Linked DNA regions of Macaca mulatta: region 2 is linked to region 1. The links are chromatin contacts, called in public Hi-C maps. All regions are on one chromosome and are shown on one strand. The core of a region is the stretch at or near the end of the contact, and the rest is flanking DNA. Distances in the headings are between cores, read along the strand shown. Region 1 overlaps MICU1 (mitochondrial calcium uptake 1). Region 2 overlaps MICU1 (mitochondrial calcium uptake 1).

Evidence for each region. A called contact is a pair of places that touch in the nucleus more often than the background predicts.
Region 2: a contact with region 1 is called in a Hi-C map of blood, with 4 times the contacts expected there. The contact joins two enhancer-like sites. A contact is called at or near these places in 3 of 14 Hi-C or Micro-C datasets (blood, cortical neurons and liver).

What each region holds. Positions count from the first base shown.
Region 1 is chr9:77,043,248-77,048,458 of T2T-MMU8v2.0, forward strand. It overlaps MICU1 (mitochondrial calcium uptake 1), which reads left to right. Exons shown (of 12, transcript XM_028826501.2): 3 at 3,048-3,216. Among named protein-coding and RNA genes, the nearest start is that of MICU1, 63 kb to the left of the region's middle. Within about 2 kb of position 2,369, at least 4 of the 40 cell types and tissues checked have an H3K27ac peak or open chromatin away from gene starts, as enhancers often do. A contact at or near this core is called in blood, where this site is marked.
Region 2 is chr9:77,237,489-77,242,699 of T2T-MMU8v2.0, forward strand. The region is part of intron 11 of MICU1 (mitochondrial calcium uptake 1); the gene reads left to right. Among named protein-coding and RNA genes, the nearest start is that of DNAJB12, 19 kb to the right of the region's middle. Within about 2 kb of position 2,988, at least 5 of the 40 cell types and tissues checked have an H3K27ac peak or open chromatin away from gene starts, as enhancers often do. A contact at or near this core is called in blood, where this site is marked.

The DNA of each region.
Region 1 (5,211 bases), core at 1,119-3,618:
TAGCACTTTGGGAGCCCAAGGTGGTCAGATCACTTGAGGTCAGGAGTTTGAGACCAGCTTGGCCAACATGGCAAAAACCCATCTCTACAAAAATACAAAAAATAGCCAGACACAGTGACGTGAGCCTATAGTCCCAGCAACTTGGGAGGCTGAGGCAGGAGAATTGTTTGAACCTGGGAGTCAGGTGGAGGTTGCAGTAAGCCAAGATTGTGCCACTGCATTCCAACCTGGGTGACAGAGCAAAACTGTCTCAGAAAAAAAGAAAAAAAAAAAAAGAAAATGAATGCTTTCTGAGACTTCACAACTTGGCGACCCTGTGAAATTAACTAAGGAACCTTGGTACTTTAGTGTCCCTGATAGTTTTTTTCACTAGTTATGGAAACTTCCTTGGAGAGAAGAGAAAATGTAGCGAGCCACGGTCTTCTCTTTCTTAAAATACATAGGTACTGTTTTTCTGATTCTGTCACTCTGTTTTTTATTTTTGTTTGTTTGTTTTTTGAGATGGAGTCTTGCTCTGTCGCCCAGGCTGGAGTGTAGTGGCACAATCTCAGCTTATTGCAACCTCTGCCTCTGGGTTCAAGCAATTCTCAGCCTCCCATGTAGCTGGGATTACAGGTGTGTACCACCATGCCTGGCTAAGTTTTTTTTTTTTTTTTTTTTGGTATTTTTAGTAGAGATGGGGTTTCACCATGTTGGTTAGGCTGATCTCGAACTCCTGGGGTCAAGTGACATGACCACCTCAGCTTCCTAAAGTGTTGGGATTACAGGCATGAGCCACCATGCCCAGCCTCTAGGGCTAATTTAGCCCTATTAATATAGGATGATCTTTCTGGGATGTTATTAAATGCCTTAGGTGTTCCGTGAGGTTCCTCTAGTCTGACTTGGTAGAGCTTGATTGTTTTCTCTTGTGAACTCTGGAAATTGACTGGCCTGTGGCTCCTTGGCAATTATTTTGTGTAGTTTCATCCTAAAGAATGCACTGCTTAGTGTTGACTCAATACTCAAGAGTGTTCCATATACATTTTTAGAGCTCTTTCTCTGTGTGACTTTTTCCTCTTGAGTCCTCTGCCTCACCAATTCCAGGCACCTCAGGTTTTCTAAACTTTGATCTCTGTCACCTTAATTTAGCAAGATCACTATATTTGGCTTGGGATCCTCTTTGTGGTCTAGAAAATGTTTCCAGACAGAAATTCTGGGCAATTATAGGCCTCCATTTTTCTTTTTCTTTTTCTTTCCCTTTTTTTTTTTTTTTTTGTGAGATGGAGTTTCACTCTGTCACCTAGGTTGGAGCGCATTGGTGCAATCTTGGCTCACTACAACCTCTGCCCCCCAGGTTCAAGAGATTCTCTTGCCCCAGCTTCTCGACCAGCTGGGACCAGGCAAGCACCACCAAACCCGGTTAACTTTTGTATTTTTAGTAGAGATGCGGTTTTACCATGTTGGCCAGGCAGGTCTCGAACTCCTGACCTCAAGTGATCCACGCACCTCGGCCTCCCAAAGTGCTGGGATTACAGGTGTGAGCCACTGCTCCTGGCCAGGCCTCCATTTTCTTAGAGAATTGCATACTGTGCAGTGTCTGAAAGCAATCATTTGATATATTTTGTTCAATTTTCTGTATTTTTGCCCTGGTGGAAAGTCAAATCTATTACAGTTTGCTCCATTATGGCTGTAAGCAAAAGTCTTCTTTTTGTACATCATTGTATTTCATCAATTCTGTAATATTTAATTAATTTTAGTATTATATCATTACAGCAGTGGCTTCAACTACCAGAAATACTTGTATTATTTTTTAAAAAAGAAATACTTGTATTATTTTGAGCCCCTATTTCTTCTTTATTTTTTATTTATTTATTTTTTTTGAGACGGAGTCTCGCCCTGTCGCCCAGGCTGGAGTGCAGTGGCCGGATCTCAGCTCACTGCAAGCTCCGCCTCCCAGGTTTACGCCATTCTCCTGCCTCAGCCTCCCGAGTAGCTGGGACTACAGGCGCCCGCCACCTCGCCCGGCTAGTGTTTTGTATTTTTTTTTAGTAGAGGCGGGGTTTCACCGGGTTAGCCAGGATGGTCTCGATCTCCTGACCTCGTGATCTGCCCATCTCGGCCTCCCAAAGTGCTGGGATTACAGGCTTGAGCCACCGCGCCTGGCCTCTTCTTTATTTATGTTCCTTTTTATTGTAGTGAAAGAAGCATTTTTTTTAACCATTTTTTTTCTAAAGACCTTGATATTCCACCCTTTCAGTTACAGTTGGGACAAGGGGAGGATGAGAATGGGAAGAGTTGGAGTGAGATGAAGAACGAGGAGGGGCTCTATGGCTGAAAGTCTAGTCCATTTAGTTGTTGTGCTGGAAGGGCTCATTGTCTCTGGTTTCAGTGAGAAGATGTGTGGATGAGGGCTTCTGTCACATGTCTTCACCGTTTTAAAATATGCAATTCAGTAGTTTAAAGTGTATTCACATCATTGTGAAACAGATCTCCAGAATGTTTTCATCTTGCAAAACTGAAACTCTACTCTTTCAAGAGCAACTTCCTTGCTTCCCCTTCCCTCAGCCCATGGTAACCCCCATTCTACTTTCTGTTGCTGTAAATTTAAATATTCCAGGTAACTCATGTAAGTGAAGTCATACAATATTTGTGGTTTTGTGACTGGTTTATTTCACTTAGCATAATGCCCTCAAGATTCATCCATGTTGTAGCTTGTGAGAGGATTTCTTTCCCTTTTAAGGCTGAAAAATATTCCATTATATGTATATACCACATTTCGTTTATTCATCTGCCAATGGACTTACGAGTTGTTTCCACCTTTCAACTATTGTGCATAGTGCTGCTGTGAACATGGATGTGCAGATATTTCTTTGAGACCCTTTCATTTCTTTGGGATATATACCCAGAGATCATGTGGAAGTTCTATTTAATATTTTTTGAGGAACTTCTTCATGTAGAATATTTGACAAGTTTCGTTGCTGTTGCTCTGCTAAGCTGTATCTGTTTGCTTATTTGGCTAATATGATGGACATTCAGTATTAATCCAGATTTCTTTTTTGCATATCCAGGGCCCATGCAGAATCTCCACCATGTGTAGACAACCTAAAAAGTGACATTGGTGATAAAGGGAAGAATAAAGATGAAGGGGATGTTTGTAACCATGAAAAAAAGACTGCAGATCTTGCGCCTCATCCAGAAGAGAAAAAGAAGAAACGTTCTGGATTCAGAGACAGAAAAGTATGAAGCATAGTCTTACAAGTTGATCAGAAGTATATCCTAAAGTAGAATAACGCAGTTCAATCTTTTTAATCATATGTTTCAGATGGTTAATGTTCACTTTCAAGTTAACACTTCTTTGCTATTTTCCATCATGTTCTAAGCCAAAAGTACTCTTGGAATGTGAAGTTAAAGGAGGTAGTTAAAAGGGTCTAGGACCAATAACCGCAATTAGCATATTTTTTCTTAGTTCTTTCAGTTCAGCAGCCTAAGGTGATTCTTTGTTTCTGGATCTTCCTGATGCTAAGTGTTATATACGTTAAGTTGAGTCTTTGTGGTATTTCTGATACCAAGTTGTAGAGAGAGAATAAAATCTCTTTGGAAATATAACTTCTAGAAGACCAAGTAACTTTGAGGACAGCACAAACTTCAAATGACTATCAAGATTTTATGTAATTAGACCCTGCGCGGTGGCTCATACCTATAATCCCAGCACTCTGGGAGGGAGAGGCGGGCAGATCACCTGAGGTCAGAAGTTCAAGACCAACCTGGCCAATGTAATGAAACCCTGTCTCTACCGAAAATACAAAAAGTAGCCTGGCATGGTGGCATGCACCTGTAGTCCTAGCTACTCAGGAGGCTGAGGCAGGAGAATTGCTTGAACCTGGGAGGTGGAGGTTGCAGTGAGCTGAGATTGTGCCACTGCACTTCAGCCTGGGTGGCAAAGCAAGACTCAGTCGCAAAAAAAAAAAAAAAAAAAAAAAAAAAAAAAAAAATTTATGTAATGAACACAACCTGCTGTTATATATATATAGCTTTGCCTCAGTGAAGTTTCAGTTCCACTACAGCAGTTCCTATGATATCAGGTATTTGATTTCCTCTAACATGAGTGATGAACAATGAAAAGGATAGATTTCTTAGACATTTTGTATGTCAAGGTTAAAATTCAGGGAATTGCCTTCCATTGCTAAACTATAGCTAATAATGCAACAAGATAATTTGAGTTATTTCTGTATTTTGTGTGTGTGTGGTTTGTGTATTTGCAAGAAGAGTTCTTCTTTGTAAAATCTGGATCTTCTGTCTGGTTTCATCTGTTAGAGGAAGTTATTTTTTTATTTTTGGAGACAGAGTCTCCCTCTGTTGCCCAGACTAGAGTGCAGTGGCACAATCTTGGCTCACTGTAACCTCTGCCTCCTGGGTTCAAGCAATTCTCCTGCCTCAGCCTCCCAATAGCTGGGATTACAGGCGTGTACCACCATGCCCAGCTAATTTTTGTGTTTTTAGTAGAGATGGAGTTTCACCATGTTGGCTAGGCTGGCCTTGAACTCCTGACTTCAGGTGATCCACCTGCCTCGGCCTCCCACAGTGCTGGGTTTATAGGCATGAGCCACCGTGCCCAGCCTAGATGAAAGTATTAAATGTGTTTTCTCTATACCCAAATTCATGTCTGATTGAGGTGAATTTGAACAAAAGTTATGCATCACAAGTCAATTATCAAGTTTTATCAATGATCCTTGTTTTTCTGGCAGGATACATTTATTTACTCTTTTGCCCTGAGTGAATTCAAAGAAAGCACAACTTGACTCTGTGCCAGTAGTTTCATCTACAGGCCAGTCACACTTTCCATTTTGCAAAATACAGCTAAAATGTCCCAAATAAACATTTATTTTGAACCTACTTCCATTTTCTACTCCTACTGTCCACTCAGCAGATGAGCATGTCTCATACTTCATAGAAAAAATGAAAAACTATCAGTGTGATTTACTCAAATTCCAACCCTTATAGTTACAAAACCTATCTAATCTGTATTTGAAGTAATTCTTATTTCTTTCACTAACGTTTCAGAGGAAGAGCTGTCTTTTCCCTGTTCAAGGATAATTGTTTTAATGTCTTTCTGTATCTCTAATAATCTATTTCATCACTTATTCTGTCTTCATTCTGTTTTTTCAGTCATTCTTTGAATATTCATTCCTTTACATGATCTATATAGATATGTTAAGAGTTTCTCTATTTATA
Region 2 (5,211 bases), core at 1,738-4,237, 190 kb after region 1:
GCACAGTCTTGGTTCACTGCAACCTCTGCCTCCTGGGGTCAAGTTCTTGTTGCCCAGGCTGGAGTGCAGTGGCACGATCTCGACTCACTGCAACCTCCGCCTCCCAGTTTCAAGCGACTCTCCTGCCTCAGCCTCTCGAGTAGCTGGGATTACAGGCACCCACCACCACACCCAGCTAACTTTTTTTGTATTTTTAGTAGAGACAGGGTTTTACCCTGTTGGCCAGGCTGGTCTTGAATTCCTGACCTCAGGTGATCCACCTGCCTCAGCCTCCAAAAGTGCTGGGATTACAGGCGTGAGCCACCGCACCCAGCCTCAAGCTTCTTTTTTTTTTTGAGGCGGAGTCTCGCTCTGTCGCCCAGGCTGGAGTGCAGTGGCCGGATCTCAGCTCACTGCAAGCTCCGCCTCCCGGGTTTACACCATTCTCCTGCCTCAGCCTCCCGAGTAGCTGGGACTACAGGCGCTCGCCACCGTGCCCGGCTAGTTTTTTGTATTTTTTAGTAGAGACGGGGTTTCACCGGGTTAGCCAGGATGGTCTCGATCTCCTGACCTCGTGATCCACCCGTGTTGAGAACTTTCTGTTCTCTTAATTACATTTTTTTTATTTGTTTTTGTTTTTTTTAGAGAGAGGTCTCACTGTGTTTTCTAGGCTGGCCTCAAACTCCTGACTCAAGTAGTCCTCCCTTCTTGGCCTCCCAAAATGGTGGGATTACAGGCATGAGCCACTGCACCTGCTCTGTCACCAGGCAGGAATGTGGTGATGAGATCATAGCTCACTGTAACCTCAAACTCCTGAGTTCAAGTGATCCCCTCACCTCAGCCTCTCGAGTAGCTTTGGAGGCACATGCCACCACACCCAGCTAGTTTTTTTTTTTTTTTTAATTTTTTGTAGAGAAGGGGTCTTGCTATGTTGCCCAAGCTCGTCTCAAACTTCTGGCCTAAAGCTGTCCTCTTGCTTTGGTCTCCTGAGTTGCTGAGATTACAAGCATGAGCCACCACACCTGGCGTACATTTCTTTTTTTTTTTTTTCGAGATAGCATCTTGCTCTGTTGCCAGGCTGGAGTGCGGGGGCACAATGTTGGCTCACCACAACCCCCTCCTTTCAGACTCAAGCAATTCTCCCACTTCAGCCTCCCAAGTAGCTGGGATTACAGGCAGGCACCACCATGCTCAGCTTATTTTTTAACTTTTTGTAGAGACAAGGTCTCACTATATTGCTCATGCTGGTCTTGAACTCCTGAGCTCAAATGATCCACCTTAACCTCCCAAAGTGCTGAGATTACAGGTGTGAGCCACCATGCCTCAGCCTACATTCCTTTTCTTTTTTTTTTCTTTTTTTTTTTTTTTTTTGAGACGGAGTCTCGCTCTGTTGCCCAGGCTGGAGTGCAGTGGCCGGATCTCAGCTCACTGCAAGCTCCGCCTCCCGGGTTCCTGCCATTCTCCTGCCTCAGCCTCCCGAGTAGCTGGGACTACAGGCGCCCGCCACCTCGCCCGGCTAGTTTTTTGTATTTTTTTAGTAGAGACGGGGTTTCACCGTGTTAGCCAGGATGGTCTCGATCTCCTGACCTCGTGATCCGCCCGTCTCAGCCTCCCAAAGTGCTGGGATTACAGGCTTGAGCCACCGCGCCCGGCTTTTTTTTTTTTTTTTCTTTTTGAGATGGAGTTTCACTCTTGTTGCGCAGGCTGGAGTGCAGTGGCACAGTCATGGTTCACTGCAACCTCTGTCTCCTGGGGTCAAGCAATTCTCCTGCTTCAGCCTCCCAAGTAGCTGGGATTACAGGTGCCCGCCACCACGCCCGGCTAATTTTTTTGTATTTTTAGTAGAGACAGGGTTTCACCACGTTGGCCAGGCTGGTCTCGAACTTCTGACCTCAGGTTCTCCACCCGCCTCAGCCTCCCAAAGTGCTGGGATTACAGGCGTGAGGCACTGTGCTTGGCCTCAGCCTACATTCTTGATAAGCCAAATTATTCATTATTTTTCAGCCAAGCAAGGCCCTTTTTTTTTTTTTTTTTTGACAAAGAGTCTCACCCAGGCTGGAGTGCAGTGGCGCGATCTCAGTTCCCTGCAAGCTCTGCCTCCCAGGTTCACACCATTCTCCTGCCTCAGCCTCCTGAGTACCCGGGACTACAGGCACCCGCCACCACACCCAGCTAATTTTTTTGTATTTTTAGTAGAGACGGGGTTTCACCGTGTTAGCCAGGATGGTCTTGATCTCCTGACCTTGTGATCCGCCCGTCTCGGCCTCCCAAAGTGCTGGGATTATAGGCGTGAGCCACTGCACCCAGCCCAAGCAAGGCTATTTTTTAACTTTTTATTATATTGCAATATAATATACATATGGAAAAGTACAATTTTTTTTTTTGAGACAGAGTCTTACTCTGTCACCCAGGCTGGAGTGCAGTGATGCCATCTCTGCTCACTGCAACCTCCACCTCCCAAATTCAAATGATTCTCATGCCTCAGCCTCCCAAGTAGCTGGGATTATAGGCGCCCACCACCACGCCCAGCTAATTTTTTGTATTTTTAGTAGAGACGAGGTTTTATCATGCTGACCAGGCTGGTCTCGAACTCCTGGTCTTAAGCCATCTGCCCGCCTCGGCCTCCCAAAGTGCTGTGATTACAAGCGTGACCCACTGTGCCCAGCCTAAAGTACAAATATCTTAAGCATACAGCTTGGTGAATTTTTAAAAAGCTGAACACACTTGTATAACCAGCATTATTTAGAAACATCACATTACCAGGACTACAGAGCCCCACTTGGTACCTCCGGTCACTTCCTTCCCCAAGAGTCACCACTTTTCTGACTTCTAGTAACACAGTTTTACCTTTGTACTTTATGTAAATAAGCCAAAGGTTTTTTTGTTTTGGTTTTGGGTTTTGTTTTGTTGGGTTTGGTTTTGGGTTTTGTCTTGCTGTGGGGGTTTCCTGTCTCTGAGGATGCCCATACTCTCTTCAGCCAGAAAACATGAGCCAGTTTAGGTTTTGGGTACTCTACAGAAGTAAACCATTTATTCCTTCCTTCCACACTCCTCCCAGACCAATCATGAGTAGAGGTAGGTTTGTGGGTTTCCTGCTGTCTTACCACCACCAGTAATGGGTGTCATTCTTTTAATCAGCAGGCTCCTGGGTGTCTTGCAAGGGGTGACTGTACGTCTGCTATCACGGTGGTTACTGTTCCGCGTGGCTTGGGTGATTTCTAGTTAAAACAGATGCTCTCGGCCAGGCTCTGTGGCTCACGCCTATAATCCCAGCACTTTGGGAGGCCGAGGCGGGCGGATCACGAGGTCAGGAGATCGATAGCATCCTGGCTAACACGATGAAACCTGTCTCTACTAAAAATACAAAAAAATTAGCCAGTCATGATGGCAGACACCTGTGGTCTCAGCTACTCAGGAGGCTGAGGCGGGAGAATGGCATGAACCTGGGAGGCGGAGCTTGCAGTGTGCCGAGATCGCGCCACTGCACTCCAGCCTGGGTGACAGAGCGAGACTCCATCTCAAAAAAAAAAATAAATAAACACATACTCTCCGGCGGGCGCGGTGGCTCACACCTGTAATCCCAGCACTTTGGGAGGCCGAGGCAGGTGGATCATAAGGTCAGGAGTTTGAGACCAGCCAGGCCAACATAGTGAAACCCCATCTTTACTAAAAATGCAAAAACATTAGGGCCAGGCGCGGTGGCTCATGCCTATAATCCCAGCACTTTGGGGGGCCAAGATGGGCGGATCATGAGGTCAGGAGTTGGAGACCAGCCTGGCCAACATAGTGAAACCCCATCTCTATTAAAAATACAAAAATTAGCCAGGTGTGGTGGCACGTGCCTGTAGTCCCAGCTACTCAGGAGGCTGAGGCAGGAGAATCTCTTGAACCCAGCAGGTGGAGGTTGCAGTGAGCCAAGATCTTGCCACTGCACTCCAGCCTGGGCAACAGAGAGAGACTCCAGTCTGGGTGACAGAGCAAGACTCCATCTCAAAAGAAAAAAAATTACAAAAATTAGCCAGGCATGGTGGCACGTGCCTCTAGTCCCAGCTACTCGGGAGGCTGAGGCAGGAGAATCTCTTGAACCTGGGAGGCGGAGGTTGCGTGAGCTGAGATCACGCCACTGCACTACAGCCTGGGCGACAGAGCAAGGCTCCGTCTCAAAACAAACAAACAAACAAACAAAACAGATGCTCTCCAAAGTTTCTTCCAGCCCTGAGATTCTGACGCTGAAGAGGGTGGATTGGGAAACCATGAGAAAATAGGCTGGATCCAAAGCTGAAGTTTGATTTTGGTTTTCCCCATGAAACCCTTCACCATCTCTCCACTGCAGCAGAGATGCTATTGCAGCAGTCTCCTAACTGACCCCATATTCCAGGTGTGCTGCCTTCCAATTCATCCTCACACAGCCAGCCAGAAAAATCTGTCCACAATGGAAATCTGCCTACTTCTTACTCCCCTGCTTCCAGTTTTTTCTGCTGTTCCATTGCCTGGAAGAGAAAGTGCCAGCCCTTTAGGAGCAATACACACCCTGGGGTACCTGTCTCCTGCCCACCTCTTTTTTTTTCCCCCTAGAGACATGGTCTCACTGTGTCACCCAGGCTGGAGTGCAGCGGCCATCATAGCACACTGCAGCCTTGGCTCCTGGCGATTGCTGCAATCACTGGGTGGTAATCAAGCGATCATCCTGCCTTAGCCTCCCAAGTAGCTGGGACTACAAGTGTCCACCACTATGCCCAGTTAATTTGAAAAAAATTTTTAGAGACAGGGTCACACTATGTTGTCTAGGCTGGTCTTAAACTCTTGACCTCAAGAGATCCTCCTGCCTCAGCCTCCCAAGTAGCTAGGATAACAAGCACAAGTCACCACACTCGGCTCCCTGCCTTCCTCCTTAGTTTACTTCCCAAACACCTGCCTCTTTAGTGTCCAGCAATACCTAACTGCCTACTTGTAGTTCCCTAGCAACCACACTGCGTCCTGCCTGTACCCTTGCCTATGCTACTTCTCCTCCTGGAATGCCTCCCCCACCTGCCCTTCACTTGGCCAATTGCTGCTAATCCTGTGAGATTCTACTCAGGAGTCACTTCCAGGAAGCCTTTACTGTCTGTCCTTGCATCACCCTCAGTCAGGGTGGGAGATTCTTCCTCTGTGCCCCCATAGCATCCTCTGTTTACCCCACACTGTGGTAATAATGTGTCTCTCTTACAACTCGGGAGTATTTCAAGGGACAAA